2 separate regions of the Oryctolagus cuniculus genome follow, and region 1 is linked to region 2. A link is a contact called in public Micro-C data. All regions are on one chromosome and are shown on one strand. Each heading gives the region's core, a stretch centred on a gene start, on an enhancer-like site or on the middle of the called end of the contact. The rest is flanking DNA. Distances are from core to core; before and after follow the strand shown. Region 1 has its middle 51 kb from the start of ZFP36L2. Region 2 holds the start of ZFP36L2 (ZFP36 ring finger protein like 2).

The links. Hi-C and Micro-C count contacts between places; a contact is called where the count stands out from the background.
Region 1: a Micro-C map of ear pinna shows a contact between it and region 2, with 2.7 times the contacts expected there. The contact joins the enhancer-like site here to the promoter of ZFP36L2 in region 2. A contact is called at or near these places in 4 of 6 Hi-C or Micro-C datasets (ear pinna, liver, psoas muscle and 1 more).

The regions. Positions count from the first base shown.
Region 1 is chr2:159,553,769-159,556,680 of mOryCun1.1, reverse strand. No RefSeq gene overlaps it. Among named protein-coding and RNA genes, the nearest start is that of ZFP36L2, 51 kb to the right of the region's middle. Within about 2 kb of position 1,305, at least 7 of the 8 cell types and tissues checked have an H3K27ac peak or open chromatin away from gene starts, as enhancers often do. A contact at or near this core is called in ear pinna, where this site is marked.
Region 2 is chr2:159,503,331-159,506,123 of mOryCun1.1, reverse strand. ZFP36L2 (ZFP36 ring finger protein like 2) reads right to left here and starts at 1,494. Exons shown (of 2, transcript XM_008254731.4): 1 at 1,159-1,494; 2 at 1-640. The coding sequence starts at 1,209.

The DNA of each region.
Region 1 (2,912 bases), core at 56-2,555, 51 kb before region 2:
GCACTGATCCGAAGCTAGGAGGCAGGTGTTTCTCCTGGTCTCCCATGGGGTGCAGGGCCCAAGCACTTGGGCCATCCTCCACTGCCTTCCCCGGCCACAGCAGAGAGCTGGACAGGAAGAGGAGCAACCGGCACAGAATCCGGCGCCCTGACCAGGACTAGAACCTGGGGTGCTGGCACCGCAGGTGGAGGATTAGCCTATTGAGCTGTGGCACCGGCCCATATGATATTTTTTCAAAGAAGGTTATGGTCAGAGGGCAAATTAGGAACAGAGACAGGGGTTGCAGAGGGGCAGTGGCTATAGTGGGAGGGGCCCAGGCTCTCTCGGGGGCTCTGCGGCCTGCCAGCTGTAAATGAGGCTATTGGGAGCCCCACATCTTAGAGCTCCTGTGGGCATGAGTGAGCTCACGGGAAAAGCTGGCAGAGGCCTGGCACCAAGCAGGTGGGCAGCAGGCAAGGCCCGACCCTGCTGGTTGTGGCTGGGGCCCTTCGGCTGCTGTTTGGGGGAGGGGCTTTGGTGTAAGGGGTTGGGGGGGCCTGGTGAGAAATGCTGGATGCCTGATGCCTGGGCCCCCGCAGGTGCAGCAGGATGGGCGGGGCCCAGCCCAGGGGAGTCAGTCCCAAGGCAGCAGGTGCCTACTGGGCAGAAGACCAAGGAGAGCTCAGACGCCCTGTCAGTCCTCCTCAGTCCCTTCCTGTCCATCCCTCAAGACCAGACTGGGTGCTTGCTGCCTTCCAGGTCAGCCACGCTGGGCTCCCTGATGGGAGGAAATTCTGGGGCCTGCTCTTCCGGGGCTCCTGCTAGAAGTGGGAGGAGGGGTGGCTCACTCCCCAGAGAACAAGGAAAAGGAACTGTGCTTTGGGGCAGGAAGGGCTGAGGGCCAGGAGGCCGGCAGGGAAGGGGCGGAGCCTGAAGTGCGGGAGAGGGGAGCAAAGGGGCTCTGCAGGCAGGGGGCGCTGGAAGGGAGGCTGCAAGCTGCACGCGGTACAGCTGGGAGGCGCACCCACCATCCGAGGTGGGGGGTGAGCCACAGAGGACACTGGTGGGAAGTGCCACTGGAGCGGAGTGCCCAGGGACAGGCCGGTGTTGGGAAACGCGGGAGGCGGTGCGCACCCTCCAACGTGCAGACAGCGGACGGCAGCGGTCTCCAGACAGGGCGCCCCCTCCCCTCCCTGAGAGGCCTGGGGACAGGACCTCACCTGACTGTCCCACGGGCAGGCCTCGGCTGTGTTGACAAACGGGCCCTTCCCCCGAGCCTGAGCGCTGAGACGGGGCATTGTTCAGCTGGATGTGAGTCACGGCTTTTCCTTCCTCCTCCTCTCGGCAGGCTGGCCAACACCCTGCCCATTCTCTCTGGGTCTCTCACAGACACACACGACTGCTTTTCAAAATGCACAAGCTAGAACTAAGTGCTCCAGCGACACCAGGGCTGGTGAGGGGCCAGGCGGGGGCTGCCCATGGCGTGGGTGCCTGGGGCCCACAGGTGCCTCTGAATGTCTGAGCTAGTTGAGCTCACACGGCATCTTTGGGTGTGCGAGCACAAGGCTGTGGCTGGGGGCCCGGGAAGTGGGCGCAGAAGCACGTGTTGTGTCTGTGCTATGGGCGGGGGTGGCATTTTGCGCCCAAGGTGTGCCTGTGTGGGTATCTGGTGGGAGAAGGGAGGTACTGGGCATGCAGGAAGTATGTCTGTGTGCCGGGGGGGGGGGGGGGGGGGGAGGAGGGTGGCTTAGTCACACCCTCATTCCATTTCCCTTGGCCAGGCCACAGGGTCAGAGATCAACCCAAGAGAGCAAGTGTTGGTGGCTGTGGTTGGGGGGCAGTGTGACATTCCTGGGGGGTCTCCAGGGGATGGGGAAGCTCATCAGATTTCCTGGGGGGCCTGGCTGCTCCCCCCCCCCAGCGGTCCACATGCCACGGGATCTCTACAAGGAGGTGCTCCCTGCACGCAGGTGAGCCTGGAGTAGTGGGGTGTGCTCCTTTCCTCCTTACTTCCCCTGCTCCCAAGGAAACCGGGCAGCAGGGGCTCCTTGGGTTCAGGGGCTGCAGCTCCTCGGTCCATCTATAGGGGGCGCTGACAGGCAGCCAGCACAGGCCTGCACCTGTTGGTTAAATGGGGGAGAAAAAAACCAGCTTGAACACACACGCATGCACACACAGAGAGCACAGGCCAGGGGAGGAGAGGGGCTTGAGGCCCTGTGACAGGCGGGAGGGTTTGTCTGTGGGACATGGGACTTTTCCACCCACTTGCCTTAGGCAGAGCAGTAGAGGCCTCCGTGAGACTAAAACCCCAGGCTAACATGGGTTGGGCTCCATGGAAGGGACAGGCAGGCTGTCCCTGGGCGCTCAATTTGGGACCCAGCACTCCTGAGGTCGTAGGGTGGGTGACAAGGGACAATGGGCTCTGTCCTCTTTCTCTCTTCTCTGCAGGCCTCACCCAGGCACCACTGCCTCCTGGAGCCCCTCAGGGAGATGAGGCTTGGCCACTCGTGCCCCAGGGTGTGGGGCTGGCACAGTCCCCCCCACCCGGCATGCACCATGCAGAGAAGGCACACTTGGGGGATTCTGAGCCTTGCACACATAGCTGCCTTCCCCAGGATTAACTCCATGACCAGGGGGTCCCTGGGGGCAAAACCATTAGGACCCCCTCCCCACACGTGACCAGTGGGTGCCTGCACTGCCAGGAGGGAGGCAGCTCCAGGGTTGGCTGTGGGTTCCGGGGGGTGGTCCCAGACCCAGGAGGTGCTGCCTCCCCCCAGCACTGCCCATTCATAAGCACTCACCCACCTGGGACAGCGAGCACACAGTACCCCAGTGAGCCCAGTGCCCCAGCGAGCACAGTGCCCCAGTGAAGCGGGACAAACGCGCCTGTGTGCACCCTGGCCGCGGTGCGGGAGGAAGCGTGGCTGGGGCCC
Region 2 (2,793 bases), core at 245-2,744:
ACGGCGCGGGCCGCCGCTCGTCGGCATTGTGGATGAAGTGGCAGCGCGGCCCGTAGGGGCAGAAGCCGATGGTGTGGAAGGTGCGGCACAGCTCCGTCTTGTACTTGGGGTGCCGCGTCAGGCTGCGCAGCTCGTGGAAGCCGTGCGCGAACTGGCACTTCTCGCCGTACTTGCACGTGCCGCTCTCCTCGAAGGGCCGGCACAGCTCGGTCTTGTAGCGGGTCGAGTTGATCTGGGAGCCGCCGGCTCCCTTCTGTTGTTGCTGCTGCTGCTGCTGCTGCTGCAGGTGCAGGAGGTGCTGGCTGCGCTCGCCGTTCTCGCTGAACGAGCGGTCCCGGAATTTGTTCTCCTTGTTGAGCAGGGCCGTGCCGCCGCCGCCGCCCCCCGACGGCTCCTTGAGGGTGCCATAGGAGGCCGGGCCACCGGCCGCCGCGCTGCCGCCGTTAGCGGCGCCCGGGAACTTGGGCGAGCAGCTGCCGGGACTCGGCGCGGGGTGCGCCAGGGCGTGCAGGTTGCTGGCCGAGTGCCGTCGGAGGAAGCCCGGCGCGAAGCCCGAGGTGGGGGCGGCGGCCACGGGCGTCCCCACCGCCTTCTTGTCCAGCATGTTGTTCAGATTGAGGTTGGCCAGGGATTTCTCCGTCTGCCGGGGAGGGGAGAGCGAGCGGGGAAGGGATGAAAAGACGGACGGGGAGGCTAGCTGCACAGTCAGCCCCAACCTCTGGCTTCTTCTTTCCCAGCTCCTTTTCGCCCCATTTTTTTTTTTTTTTTTTTTTTGCAGGCTTCGCCTCGGCCTCCGCCCTCCTCCACCCGTACACACGCGCAAAAGAGCAGCAAGTTTGCGAGCAAGGCCGGCGAGGGCGGAGGCCGCCCAGCCTGGCCGCGCTGGGCTCCGACATGTGATCTGCAGCCCGCGGGCCGCCGGGTGGGCGGCGCAAACACCGTCCGGGAAGCCCCGGGCAGCGTGGCCGCCGCCGGCTCCTCCCCGCCCACAAGGCTCGAGCACACCCGGCTGCAAGCGGCGGGACTCTTCCCCGCCGGGAAAGTCACGGCGCGGAGGGGTCGCCCCGACGCGGGGGCGGCAGACGCGCCACGTCCGAGACGGCCCGGGGCCTCCGCTGGCCCGCGCGCCCGCCTCTCCCTCCCTGCTGCCCCGCGTACCTTGCACAAGAAGTCGATGTCGTAGAAGGCGGACAGAAGTGTGGTCGACATGTTTCTGGGTCCCGTAATGGTCGGAGCCGCAGGCGGGGAGGTCGGGAGGAGCCCTCGGGGCGGCGCGGCCGGCCTCGAGCCACGACGAATAACGGGCGAGGGGCGGGCAGGGGCCGAAAGTTTGCCGCGGGGCGAGCGGAGAAGCGGCGCGGACCGGGCAGGGGCTGCCCTGGAGTGCGGAGCGGGGCGGGGGGGAAGAGGAGAGGGAAGCAGAGCGCGCTCCTCCGCGCCCCGGGGTGCCGGCCCGCCCCCCGCGCGGAGCCGACGGCAGCTCGCGGACTGCTGGAACTCGGCGGCCCGCGAGCGCGCGCCCTATATAGAGCCCGCGCGCCCGGCCGCGGCGGGGCGGGCGCGCGGGGGGCGGGGACACCGCGCTGACCCCGCCGGGGTCTCCAGGCAACGCCGCCCGCCGGCTCGCGGACGTCAGGCGCCTTCCCGGCTTCCCATTGGCCGCCGCCAATTTTTTTCCTCCGGAGGGGGGAGGGAGCGGGGAGACTTCGGGGCGGGGCCGGCCGCCGGGGCGCCCGGGGCGGCACGGAGAGCTCGGCCGGGCTGGGTGCTGCTGGGTGGGTGGCGGCCGGCGGACGCGGCTCTCGCCCTCTGCTGGGGCTGCCGTGGTGGAAAGCCCCAGCACGTGTAACGTGATCAGGGCTCTGCAGTCCTGGACGGGTCTGTCCCCGCCCGCTCCTGCGAGGCGGATTTGCCAAGTTATTATCTGCTACTCTGGGTTTTGTGTTGGGCGCGGGAATTGCAAAATGCGCGAATCTTGCCAACCGTCCGCGAGGCCCGTCTGGTTTGCAAAGGGTGCTCAGGACGGAGGGCGGGGGCTCCGGCCGGGCTGCACGTGGAGCGACGCGTTGGGGGTGGGGGCGGCAGCGGCCACGCGGGCGGCCGGCCGCCGTCTTGCCCGGAGGCTCCCGAGCTGGTTTCTCCGCCCCTCTCCCCGCCCAGGCTCAGTAAACAGGGCTGGAGCGCCGGGGCCTGCCGGGCAGGGCTGAGTGTCTGAGGACAAGGCGCTGGCTTTGCTAATCACATCACAAGACCTTGAGCCGGGGCCAAAGGCGTGGAGTGGCGCGGGGCGTCCCGGGCGGGGGAGCGGACTCGGAGGACGCGGGGAGAAGCTGGGTGAGCCGTGCAGGCGCGGAGGTAGCTTCCCGCCGGCCTCCCGGGGCGTTGGGGGTGCCGCGGCCGCCGAGGGTCCGCGCCCAGCGCAGTCTGGGCCTGTCGCGCGCTCCAGGCCACTTCCCATCCCCGGCCGAGCCAGACCTGCGGCCCCGGTGGGGCACCCCCTTCGCTCTTCAGCTCCACGCCCCAACAGTTTGCACTGAGAAATGCGGTTTGCCGAAGGGTGCGCCGTCCCTGTTTGGGTACGGGGCAGACACCCGCCCGCAGCGCCGAGAGGCGAAAGCCACTGAAAGCACCTTCTCGCTCAGTCTGCACTGGCTGCCAAAAAGCTGGGGCCAGGCCCGCGCTGTCGTCCACCTGGCAGCCTGCACCCCAGCCGCGCTTAGCTGGAAGGTCCAGGGCGCTCAGGGAAGGAAGTTTACCTGGCCCCCACCCCTCCCCGAGTGGATCTCCCCACTT